Linked DNA regions of Mus musculus: region 1 is linked to region 2. Evidence: chromatin contacts called from public HiChIP or PLAC-seq data. All regions are on one chromosome and are shown on one strand. Each heading gives the region's core, a stretch centred on a gene start, on an enhancer-like site or on the middle of the called end of the contact. The rest is flanking DNA. Distances are from core to core; before and after follow the strand shown. Region 1 overlaps Gm29979 (a long non-coding RNA gene). Region 2 has its middle 15 kb from the start of Cryba1.

Region 1 (6,334 bases), core at 3,833-6,332, 170 kb after region 2:
TGACAATATAAAGAAAAGGAGGTTGTGGGCCCCATGCCGGCCTCATCTCACTAGCAGGGATCTCTACAGAACCTTAAGAGGAGCCTGCTGGGTTCTCAGTGGCATGGTGAGTTGTAACCAGCTGCTACCAGCTTCCTGCCTCGTAGTGGTTGGCAAACCCTCTCCCGACTCCCCCCCTCCCCCGCTCCTCCCCCTATACCCTGCCCCCACTCCCTGGCAGTCTCTCCCTCCGCACATTTGTCCACCTTTATTTGCCTGCTGTTTCTGGGGGCAGGAGAAAGAAAGGTTTAGAAAAGACATTGGGAGGATTCCAGTTGTGTTTGGAACTGACTCTCAGGGCATCTTGCCCAGAATTCTCCAAGGAAAGAAGAAAGTGGAGGTTCCTGGAATGGGCTAGGAAAGGTCTGCAGGGAACTGCCTCAGAAAGCATCGTCTGGGGCCAGGGAGATGACTCAGTGGGCAAAGGTGCTTGCTGCCCAACCTGAAGGCCCAAGTTGGAGCCCCTGAACCTATAAGATGAAAACAGAGAACCAGTTCTTCAAATTTGTTCTCCAACCTTCATGTGAGCATACACACACATACACTCGGCATCAAGTACCCCTGTTCCTTGCACCATACACACCCACACACCCAAATCAAAATAAAACATTTCTTTTCTTTTCTTTTCTTTTCTTTTCTTTTCTTTTCTTTTCTTTTCTCTTTCTTTCTTTCTTTCTTTCTCTCTCTCTTTCTTTCCTTCTTTCTCTTTCTTTCTTTCTTTCTTTCTTTCTTTTCTTCTCTCTCTCTCTCTCTTGCTCTCTCTCTCTCTCTCTCTCTCTCTCTCTCTCTCTCTCTCTCTCTCTCTCTCTCTCTTTCTTTAAAACAAACCTTTCTAAAGCTGCTTCTGGACATCCCAGAGGTCTGGCCCTCATCATGGCTTTCCCATGTGCTTGTGCAGGTTACAGAGCGCTCACCTGTTAGGCTTCCCAGCTGCATCTTCAGCAACAGCCCTGTAAAATCAATAGACAGGCCCTTCCTTCCTTCTTCCTGCCTTCCTTATTTATTTTTATTTGTGTGTGTGCATGTATATGTCTGTGTGTGTTTGCTATGTGTGTGGCTACCCTCAGAGGGCAGAAGTAGGTAAGAGATCCCTTGGAGCTGTGATTCTGGGTGGTTGTAAGCTACCAACATGGATGAACTCATGGAACTGAACTCAGGCCCTCTAGAAAAACAGTAAATGTTCCACTGAAGTCCTTTACTAGAAGCAGCCCCCAGCCCCCAGCCCCCTAAGCACATGCCTGTTTTTCATTTTGGATAAGGTTTTGTCATGTTGCCTGGACTGGCCTCACTTGCAGTTGATTCTCCTGTCTCAAGACTCCCAGGTGATAGCATTATGTATGCCAACATGCCCAGCTAAGCAGGCATGCATGCATGTACATAGAGGCTGGTAGACCTCTAAAAGACTTGAAGTCCAGCCTGGTTGGTCTACTTATTGAGTTTCAGGCCAGCCAGGACTACACAATGGAGACTCTGTCTCAAAAACAAAACAAAAAAATTAAAAACCTAATTTTCGGATATGAAAACGAAGAGCCTATGTCTCGGCAGAGCGAGCATCCTCCCACACAGGACCTCTTCCCAGCCTCTCTCCATGTACCAGTGGGGTCTTCTGTGAAGCAAGGGCGAAAACTGTGGTTCATTTTGTGTTGCACAGTGCCATGCTCCACGCTCCCACTCCTGCAAAGACAGAGAAGACGCCAACCCCTGGTGGGAAGAAAGTCTAAAGCAACCCTGGGGACCCTTGAGGAAGCGATTTGATTTATTCCAGTCCCTCCTGGTATTCTGTGCCACATTTATAAACGTCAGGGCCAGAATTGAAGTTCCTACTGCCCTGGCAGCTGCTGGTTACTGCAGTTGCTCACCCGGGGTTTGCCTCTGGTTGATTGATAAGGAGCCAAGGAAACAAAAAAACACCCAAGGGAGGGGCAGCCTCTCCAGATGAGAAAAGGCAGAATCTGGAAATGTGTAAAGGGACTGGGAAGGGTGTCTGTCAGTTATAAGCAGAAGGCCAAACTGTGACAGTGTGTGGAAAATGCCTTCCACTTGGGTGGAGAGAAAATGCATCTCTCATCAGAGCAACCCTGTCTTTCAGAGTCTATCTCCCAGGCTAGGGGAAGGCGAAACCCTCAGTCAGGCTGTCTGCCTGACCTGCAGGCTCTTCCTGTCTGAGAAGCTCCTGACAGCCTCTAGCGTCTGGGACAGAGAAAGGGCTGGCAGAGATTTAGATCCAAAAAGGCCCCGGAGGAGAATGGAAAGAAGTGAAGGGTAAGAGGCTCTCACAGACTAAAGGTAGAATCCCCACTAGCTGAACTGGTAGCTGAGATTAGGGGTGACCCACTCTTGGCGAGACACATCTTCCTCATAGGTCCTCCTGGCAAACTGCTGGCTGTGACCGGCTCATGCAGTCCCAGCCAAGCACAGGGGAACACGCCAAACAATGAGGCCTGGCCCAAGTGATCCCTAAACAAGACATTAAAAGTCGCTTATATTTGGCATTTGTCAGCTTATTTGTTTTGACTTTCCAAGTCAGGGTTTTTCTGTGTAGCCCTGGCTGTCCCAGAACTCAATCTGTAGACCAGGCTGGCCTCAAACTCAGAGATCCACCTGCCTCTGCCTCCTGAGTGCTGGGATTAAAGGCATGCATCAATCACACCCTTTATTTTTAATAAAGGCTGTATGTACCCTTATTTTTAATCACACCCAGCCAAATGTTTCAAAATGATGGTCATTCTCTTCTAAGCCAACCTTTTCCGGCCCCAGAAGTTGTGTGTGTGGCTAAGCCCGGCAGCCCTCAGTGCAGGTGACATCACCTTGCAGGGTGACATGGGACAAAGTTTTAGAGCCAGTTTATAACCCAGGCAACAAAATGTCTATTATAGGCAGTTTGGTTTATTTTACTTTTTCTCCTTATTTTGCTTGCTTTGTCAGACCCAGTTTTCTATCATTTTTAGCCCTTCCCCCAAACCAAATATCTGAGCCAAGCAACAAACCCAGTCAGTCTTTAGTGAGCTCAGTCAGTCAAAGATGGGGCAGCGGTTTAGTCATTAGCATCACAGAGGCAGGGCAGCAGGAAGAGCAGGAAGAAGCCAACCTTAGTGAGAGGGTTTTGGGAGGATCCCCTCTTCAACTTCCTTTGATGGAAAAGATTTTTAAGTCTGGGTTTTTTTTTTTCTTGTCTTTTGGTTTTTGGTTTTTGAGAAAGGGCTTCTCTGTTTAGCCCTGGCTGTCCTTGAACTCACAGGCATCCTCCTGCCTCTGCTTTCCTGAGCGCTGGGATTAAAGGTGTGTGTCACCATTGCCTGCTTTCACTACCACCATCTGGCTAGGCTGGAATTTTTTTTTAAAAGGTAGCATAAACAAAAGTTGGCAATTCTTACAAAGGAATACCATTCAGCCTTCAAGGGGGTCACTTTCTGGGGCTGGAGATGGCTCAGTAGTGAAGAGCACGGGCTGCTCTTCCAAAGGACCTGCACCTATATCAGGCAGCTCACAGCTGTCTGTACCACAGCCCAGAGTATCTGAACCTCTGGCTCTGTGGGCTCATGCACACACTTGCAAACATGCAAACACACACATGCACACGGTTAGAATGAATAAAAATAAGTCTTTTTTAAAAGCAGAAGCAAAGCAAGTAGGGTGACTTTCTATCCTTTCTTACAACCCGGTGAGCACTGGGGACATTGTGCCGAGTGCTCAATGAGGACCCAGAATGAGGGACAGTCCATTTCCAAGGGCCATCTAGACTGCAGGCTCCATTGAGGTAAAAAGAAAAAATGAAGTTCGTGGGGCTGGGCAGGGAACGGGTGGTATGGCATTTCCCTTCGGGAAGACCAAAAAAAAAAAAAAAAAATCGTGGAGGTGGGCACGGGGCAAAGGTGACATAACAGTGTGACCTTTAAAATAAGTAAATGCGCCAGGCGGTGGTGGCGCACGCCTTTAATCCCAGCACTCAGGAGGCAGAGGCAGGCAGATTTCTGAGTTCAAGGCCAGCCTGGTCTACAGAGTGAGTTCCAGGACAGCCAGGGCTACACAGAGAAACCCTGTCTCAAAAAACAAAAATAAAAAACAAAAAAAATAAGTAAATGCTACATTTTCTCTTAAATGTTTATTGAGAATTTTAACAAAGTCCTGGACAAATAAATCCATTCTACCTTCTTCAAAAGCTGATAGTTGCCATCAACAGTGTAACTCAAAAGAATCCATGACAGCTTGGGCCAGAGTCCAAAGACAAAGCTCAAAGTCTTTTTATTTTGGGAGGAAGTGGATGGTCTTAGCTGGATTGACGAACTGGTGTCTAACATTCCTGCTTTTCCCCCTTCTCTAACATCGTGACTCGGCGGCCCGTTGTAGCTCCTCTCCCAGCCCTGGAATGTTCCGCAGTCTAACCCGGGTGTCTCTGATCCATCCCTCCGGGTCTGGCCTGTTTCCCCTGGCGACTTGACAAGGCTACAGTGAGCCCTGAGCCGAGCTGAGGCTCTGCTAGCCAGGAGGCTGCTGAGGTGGCTTTTTAATCCTCCAGCCGTGCCATCCTAGTGATTGCTTTTATTAGGAAATGTAATGAAAAAGACTATATGAAGCCCCTGCCAGAAAAAAAAAAAAAAAAAAAAAGAAAAGCTAATAAGATTTTGCACCAAAGTGTGGCGAGAAAAGAAAGGGGGAAGCGGCACATTAGGAGTCAGATAATGAGATAAATGAAAGACCGCAGGGAACTACATTTTTGCAGACTTGCCGGATGGTTGTAAAAATTTTAATTTGCTGAATTCTCTTTTTTTTCCGTCGCCCCTGATTCTCCCTACCTCAGTCTTCCGCATGGTCTCGCTGATGCTCTGAATTCTTTGTGTGTGTGTGTGTGTGTGTGTGTGTGTGTGTGTGTGAGAGAGAGAGAGAGAGAGAGAGAGAGAGAGAGAGAGAGAGAGAGACCCCACTCCCACCATAGCCAGAACCCTGCGCCTCATGACTTGAGTTGGAGGCTAGGACCCACCCAGTCACAGGACACAAGAGGACAAAGAACTGACACCCCTTTCCCCCTCCCCCAACAGAGCCTGCTGTGATTCAGCCACGGAAGAAGGAGAAAGCAGGGAAACAGAACTATGGAGGGAGGACAAGAGATCAAAGATCTGGGAAGTAAGGAGGAAGAGAAAGCCCCCGCTGGTCCCGCAAATCGATTCTCTGCAAGGCCCGCCTCCCCGTCTGTGCTCCGAACTCCTAAGCAGAATGTAGCCTCCATGGGATGCCAGGCCTGAACAGAAGGGCCCAGGAGCACGGGGCAGACACACATGCCAGGCTGCCAGAACCACTGGGCCTGATTTGTCCTACAGGGAGGTCCTGCATCCTCCAGACACCCCCTGACCTCTCTCCAAAATACACACGCTCTGTTTGCTTCAGGGGATTCCTGCCTCCTCCTCCGCACCAGAGGATTCTGGGATGCTTTTTCACTGCCATGCCTAAGTCTCTGTTCTCTCAGCTGCGACTGGACAGACTGAGGGAAGACTTGATAGGTAGCTTTCCTAGTAAGAGCCGGGATGGAGGGGTTAGAAGGGTTGGGAGTTGGGGTGGGAGGTTGGGGGGGTTAGGGGTTGGGGTGGGAGGTTGGGTGGGTTAGGGGTTGGGGTGGGAGGTTGGGGTGGAAAGGTAGGTATGGGAGCCTGTGAGACAGAGGAATTAATAGTTCAAGATGGAGACACATTACTTACTGTTAGGAAAATCACTTGTTCTTCTATTCAATGTACCTACCCCAGTGGGGACAACCTGCTCTGTGTCCCTCTGAGAAAAGCTGTCTCCACGACAATATACCACCAGTTCCCTAGAGGATACGCATGTCCTGTACAGGCCACTGTAGGAGACAGAAAAGCCATCAAAGTCAAGCCAGGCTCATGCAGATGAGAGGAACTGTTAGAAACCAGAAAAATGACCTGACTAGTCTGGTTTGTAATCCCAGCAATCTGAGGTGGGGGAAGATGGAGAATTCAAGGACATCCTCAGCTACTTACTGTGTTTGAAGACACTTTGGGCTACAAGAGACACTACCCCCAAAACCCAAAAGATCTGGCCAAATCTGATAACCTGTCAGCAGACTTCTGGGGCATCACCAGGCAGCCTCTAGGAATGGAGGTGCTTGGAGAAGTGTGACTATAGGTCCCAGCCAAGGTGGACAGGAGAATAAGAGGCTTGGGAAGGGCTCTTGGGAAGGGCTTGGGGTGGGGGGGGTTGAATGGAGATAGAGGGGAGCAAGCTTCCCAGAGAAGGAAATGGGATAGTTTTAAGGCCAGTTGTGAAGAGAAGGACTACATGATTGTGG
Region 2 (6,490 bases), core at 462-2,961:
AGGTGGAGATCAACCTAGGCTACTTGAGAACTTGTCTCATCTTTGCATTTCTGTAAAGTCCTAGAATCTAGAGCCCCATGTTGTAAGATACAGATAACTGGACCAGAGAACAGTTTGCCCACATGCAGCTTGGAATGAATCTATCTATAGATTAAAAAAAAACAAAAACAAAAACAAAACAGGTGGACAGCCACCCTGGAGGATCTGTCGTATGAAGCCTTGTTTCTGTAAGGTATATTGTGTGTGACATTGGCTTACTGCTGGCAGGGGATCACTGGCTGAATGTAATTCTAGAATATTGGTAATTTGTCCTGTTGACCAGGGATCCTACTGGCTATCCTCCTGATCTTTCGTCTCTGACCACCAGGGGGCGTACGTCAGGCTTCAGAGCATCAGCATTCCCAGCCAGAGTGGAAAGCAAGCTCCTTGGGGAAGAGGGATCAGAGGCATAGGAAAGACTTTTGCTAGAAGAAAAGATGAGAGTTTTCAAAGCGTGGTCCATGGAAAGTGCAGTTAAAAATCGACCCTGCTTGTTCTCTCAGGCTTAGTTAGACTCTGTGGGGATGGAACTTGGGAATTTTGTGTTAAACAATGCCAACAGCCCTGCAGCTAGGACTGTCTGTATTCACACTACTTGGGCTCAACAGTGTTTTTGACCATGTTAACTATCAATCTCTATCAATTTAGTTAATTTACAATCCATTATTATCTTCTAGGCTGATACAAACACACATCTAGCTCTTAGAATTGCTGTGAGCAGTGAAGCAATCAATTTGCATAAAGAGTCCCTGGAAGCATCTCTCTCTCTCTCTCTCTCTCTCTCTCTCTCTCTCTCTCCCTCTCTCTCTCTCTCTCTCTCTCTCTCTCTCTCTCTCTCTCTCTCTCTCTCTCTCTCTCTTCCACACTTTAAAAGTGCAGGGTGAGGTAGGGGTAAACTGGGTGGGGTGGAAAATGTCTTTAATCCCAGCACTTGAGAGGCAAAGACAAGAGGATCTCTATGAGTTCAAGACCAACCTAATCTGTTGTGTTTCAGGACAGCCAGGTTACATAGAGACAAACTGTTTCAACAAACAAACAAATGAACAAACAAAACAAAACTCCAAATAAATAATGTTTCTTCTAGTAGGGGAAGTAGAAAAATAAAGAATGTAAAAAAAGGGCTGGAGAGATGGCTCAGCGGTTAAGAGCACTGGCTGTTCTTCCAGGGGTCCTGAGTTCAATTCCCAGCAACCACATGGTGGCTCACAACCATCTGTAATGGGGGTCCGATGCCCTTTTCTGGTGTGTCTGAAGATAGAGACTGTGTACTCACATGCATAAAGTAAACAAATAAATCTTTTAAAAAAGGAATGGAAAAAAAAAGAAAGAATGAAAGTATAATGCTAATTTTCATTCCTTTTCTTTGTATTTCTCTGAGGGAGGAAATAGGGTCTCATTATGTAGCCCAGGATGGTATTGAACACGTAGCAGTTTCCCTACCTCTGCCTCCCAAGTGCCTGACCCTAACCGGTTTTTAAGAAGATAGCAGGAAGGGCTGGCAATCTGTCTTAGCAGTTAAGAGCAGAGAACGGAGGTTTGGTTCCCAGCAACCACCTGCAACTCCAGCTCCAGAGGGACCCAGCGCTTCTGATTTCCATAGGCATCTGCACTGTGCTCATACCTGCCCAAAGAAATGTAGATAACTTAAAACAAAATACCTTTTCAACAGAGATGACTGGAATGGCAGGAGGTGACCTTGAGGCCTGAATAGGGCCTTTGGAGCAGTGGGTAACCGAGGAACCTGGTCCGGGAATGGAGAAAAGAGAAACGGAGTGATTTAGGAGCTTAGAAGGGGCCCAGTAGTCCCTGCTCACACTGTTAATCATAGCACTCCGGAGGCAGAGGCAGGTATATCTCTGTAAGTTCAAGGCCAGCCTAGTCTACAGAGCAAGCTTCAAAAAACAAAACAAAACAAACAAATAAGCAACACCCCTCCCCAAAAAAGCCCAAACCAATCAAACAAACAAACAAACAAACAAAACATTTAGCATGTGGCTCACCTGTCAGGGTCCTCCAGCAATTAGCTTGCTTCTGCTGATAGACTTTTTCTTCTCTTTTCTTTTTTGAGGTGGGGAGAAGGTAGGGGAATGGGATTAGTGTCTTGTACCCTGCATTTAATTTAAAATAATTTAACCTTAGCCAAAATCATAATTATAGGGCTAGAGAGACAGCTCAGAGATGAGCACACTGGCTGCTCTTCCAGACAACTCGGACTGGGTTCTCAGCACCACATTCTGGCTCACACCGTCTATAACTCCAATCCAGGAAAACTGATGGCTTTCTGGCTACTCAGGCATGGAAGTGGTATGCAAACATGCATGCTCAAAAAACAGGCAGTGGCGATGCACTTTAACCCCAGGACTTGAGGTCGGGGGGGGGGGGGGGGGGGGGGGGGGGGGAGGCAGAGGCAGGTAGATCTCTGAGTTTGAGACCTGCCTGATCTCCAGTGTTGAGGTTTGGTATGTTGCCATGTATCATAATGCTAAATACTGGTCCCCAAGACCTGGTTGCCTCAGGGACAAGGAAATCCTCATGTACCAAGTGATGCTATGTAACCCTGCTCCTTAATTTAAAACTATTAGTTGAATAAAGATGCCTATAGCTGGGCAGAAGAGAGGTAGTGGATCTCTGGTTTCTAGGGATTAGGGTCTGAGGCAGAGGCTGGAGGAAGAGGAGAGAGAGAAGAGAGGAAGACACCATGGAGTAAGGGATCAGAAGAACTGGCCGTGGGCCAGTCATTGTAAGAACAGCCCAGGCAGAACATGGCAAGTCACATCTGGGCTTTATTGACAGGGAAGTAGACAAAATAGCTTAGAGGGCTGGTATCTGCTCAGCTCTAGTGCTGTTAAGGCTTACTATAAATGTAAAGGTGTTGTGTCTTTCATCTGGAAACTGAATGATCAAAAGCAGAAAGGAGTAGAAATTCCCAATTAATATTTTCCACAACAGAGCAAGTTCCAGGACAGCCAGGGTTATACAGAGAAACCCTATCTTGAAAAAACAAATAATCAAAAAAAAAAAAAAAACAGAAACAGAAACAAAGAAAAAAAGAAAAACACCCATATATATACACACACACATACATATATATATATATATATATATATATATATACACATATACATGTATATACTTATATATATACATATACACACACATATATATATACATATACACATACATATATATAATCATAATCATAGTTTGAATAATAACAATGCAATACAAGGGTTGAAGAGAACCGGAAGGTCTGAGGTGCCCATCCTCTCATATTTACAACACAACAGAAGACTGGGAGGCAAGGGGAGCGCCTTCTTGTCAGCACACACTGAGGACACTGGGGAGATTCTCATCTGGCACCTTCCAGCCTGGTTCCTGTCCTGGAGGCTGATTCCTTCCAGACTTGGCAAAGGGAGAGAGACTTACAGGCTTTGAAGAAAAACCCAGAGCCTTCACTTCAGAGGAGCCATCAACTCTCAAGGTGGGGTGCATCTGAGCACCTACTGTCATTTCACTGTCTTTGTATCCCTTGACTTTGCACTGGCTATCTTCTGGCTTCCCCACCCACCCCCTTGCAGTTCAGCGGAGATCACACTGAGGTTTTTATTATCATCTGCCTGAGCCTCCTCCATCTCTTCTCTCAGCAAATGGTGACCCCACTTAAGTCCGCTCTCCAGATCAGAAACTCAGGTGCTATCTCTACCTCCTGCTTCTCTCCATCTTCCCACCTTTGTCAGCATCTGCCAATCTGGCTCCTGCTCTCATCCCATTTCAGTCAACCCATTAACTGAGGTCTGGCTGGAGCAGGCTTCTAACCAGACTCAGGACTCTACACTCATCTCCAATCTCCAGCAGCCCACAGCGTCAACTGAAGGCTATTTGTATAACACGAACCTGCTCAGATATTATCTGGAGCCCCGAGCTTGGTGCTAAGAGAACCATGATGGTATGGGTTGACCAAGACAAGGATGATATAGACAAAGATGTCTTTGATCACAGTAGGTGCGAGCAAGGATCCAGCAAGGAGTGCTGGGCTGGAGGAGCAGAGGGCAGGGTGGTGCGAGTGTTGGAGAGGCAGCTGCTGCCTGAGGTATGTTGGGTGAGTTGCTGTGAGCACACGGAAACCATCCTGTGGCATTGCAGTGTCTGCTGATTCCTCCAGTCATGTGGGCCAAATGCACTTCTCTTGGGAGAACATCTGTGTACACGGGTGTGTGAGGTAGGACAGGAGAGACAGGTAAGATAACCAGTGGTGTAAATCAGTTCAAGGTTCATTCTTTTCTCTTATTTAGTGTCCAATCTAAATGGTATGCTCTTGCTTAGCGTTTGGTTGTTGGATTGGATGGTTCAGTGGTTAAGCATACTTGTAGGTTTTGTCAAGGATCTGGGTGATGTGGCTCACAGCTTTCTGTAACTCCTTCCAGGAGATCTGATGCCCTCTCTGTCTGATCTTTGTGGGCACTGTATGCACATAGAGCCTTCATATGCATGCAGGCAAAACAGCCATACACATAATTTTCATCCTTTATTTTTATTTTATAGTGTTTTGCCTGTGTGTATATATGTACACGTATGTACACCATGTCATGAGCCTCCATGGTCGTGAGAGGACTTTGGATCCCTTGGAACTGGCGTTACATTGGTCGTGAGCCTCCATGTTGGCGCTGAGAAGCAAACCTGGGTTCTCTGGAAGCGCAGCAAGTGCTCTTAACCATCGAGCCATCTCTCCATCTCAAACCACCCATGTATATAAAATGAAAATACATAAACCATTTGTTTGTTTGTTTCTGTTTTTTGAGTCAGGGTTTCTCTGTGTACTCTTGGCTGTTCTGGAACTCATTCTGTATAACAGGCTGGCCTCAAACTCACAGAGATCTGCCTCCCAAGTGCTGGGATTAAAGGCATGTGCCATGTGCCCAGTGAAAATAAATAACTAAATATTAAAAACAAAAACAAATATGTGGACTAAAGAGGTGGCTCAGTGCGTAAAGCACTTGCTGCACAGTGTGAGGACCTGGGCTTGAACCCCTGGAACCTGCCTAGAAGCTGGGGTGGTGCGGCTGCGATGCTGCTTCTCCAGCAAGATCAGAGGCAGAGGCAGTCTATTCCCCTCAAGGGCCAGCTAGACTGGTGAATGTCTCAGACAACAAGGAGATGCTGTCTCCAACAACATGATGGTAAGGACTGATATCTCCACAGGTGGACGGTGCCCAGACTGTGGTACTCATACACCCGTTCTAACACAGGTGCATGCACATACATACAAATAACACACGAGGAAGGGCCTGGAGGGAGGAGAGAGAAGCACACGATTTAAAAAAGAAACAGATTGCAAATTATTTGACAGTCCCCTTTTGAGCTGATTGGGTACATAGAGTATGTCCAGGATGGTAGGCAGAAGTGGTACCAAGTGGCTTCTGAAACTCAGATGCAAAGGGGCAAAGGGACTACTCAGCTCTCTCTCTCTCTCTCTCTCTCTCTCTCTCCCTCTCTCTCTCTCTCTCTCTCTTAAATATTTATTTATTACATGTAAGTACACTGTAGCTGTCTTCAGACATCCCAGAAGAGGGCATCGGATCTCATTACAGATGGTTGTGAGCCATCATGTAGTTGCTGGGATTTGAACTCACGACCTTCGGAAAAGCAGTTGGCATTCTTAACTGCTGAGCCATCCATCTCTCCAGCACCCCCCCCCTTTCTCTTGCTGGAGCAGTTCCTTTTGGAGTCCTGAGCAGCTGGATAAGAAGGCGGTGTCTCCTGGGCTTTCATGTTGGAGAGGCCACAACTGACAGGTCCACTGGAGTCTGTTAGTGGTTCCTGCAGGGATGTCAGACATATGAGTGGTCACGGTATGGCCTCCATGCCCTAGACAAATGGCACTGAATGACCTCAGCCAATAGCACAAGGAGCAAATAAATTGTCCAGCTGAGCCTGCCTGAAATTTGCTGAATCGTGATCATGAATTCCAGCATTCAGGAGAGTATAGGTCACATGGCCACAGCCAGCTGAAAAGCAAGCTGGGAAGTGAGGCCTTTATATGAGTGGACAATGCCTAGCTATAAAGAAAGAATTCTATTGCTATAGAAGAAAAGGAATCTATCATCAGGCAGAAATAAGCAGTCTGTGTGTGTGTGTGTGTGTGTGTGTGTGTGAGAGAGAGAGAGAGAGAGAGAGAGAGAGAGGTTGTGTGTACATATGTATGATGTGTATATATGTGTTATGTTGTCATGTGTCTATGTGTATACATATAAGTGTGATGTGGTATGTATATGTAGGATGTGTGTGCATGTGTGACATATGTGCATTTGTGTGATATGGTGTGTTTATATGTTCTGTGTGAGTGTGTGATGTGGGGTGTGTTTGTGTGTGATATATATTGAAGTGTGTATATGTATGGGGTGTGTGTGATGTGTTGTGTGTATGATATGTTATGCATGTGATAGAGTGTGTG

The links. HiChIP or PLAC-seq counts read pairs in DNA pulled down with a chosen protein or histone mark.
Region 1: an H3K27ac HiChIP or PLAC-seq map of embryonic stem cells shows a contact between it and region 2, with 5 read pairs. The contact joins two enhancer-like sites. A contact is called at or near these places in 1 of 39 promoter capture datasets (macrophages), 4 of 484 Hi-C or Micro-C datasets (CD8 T cells, bone marrow-derived macrophages, double positive thymocytes and 1 more), 3 of 115 datasets of contacts at active chromatin or transcription factors (bone marrow-derived macrophages, embryonic stem cells and intestinal villus epithelium) and 2 of 9 other capture datasets (liver and pancreatic islet).

The regions. Positions count from the first base shown.
Region 1 is chr11:77,901,814-77,908,147 of GRCm38.p6, forward strand. Gm29979 (a long non-coding RNA gene) reads left to right here. Exons shown (of 4, transcript XR_388869.4): 4 at 5,076-5,425. Among named protein-coding and RNA genes, the nearest start is that of Gm29979, 8.0 kb to the left of the region's middle. RefSeq lists an enhancer at 4,197-5,915. Within about 2 kb of position 5,083, at least 24 of the 459 cell types and tissues checked have an H3K27ac peak or open chromatin away from gene starts, as enhancers often do. A contact at or near this core is called in embryonic stem cells, where this site is marked.
Region 2 is chr11:77,737,105-77,743,594 of GRCm38.p6, forward strand. No RefSeq gene overlaps it. Among named protein-coding and RNA genes, the nearest start is that of Cryba1, 15 kb to the left of the region's middle. Within about 2 kb of position 1,712, at least 9 of the 459 cell types and tissues checked have an H3K27ac peak or open chromatin away from gene starts, as enhancers often do. A contact at or near this core is called in embryonic stem cells, where this site is marked.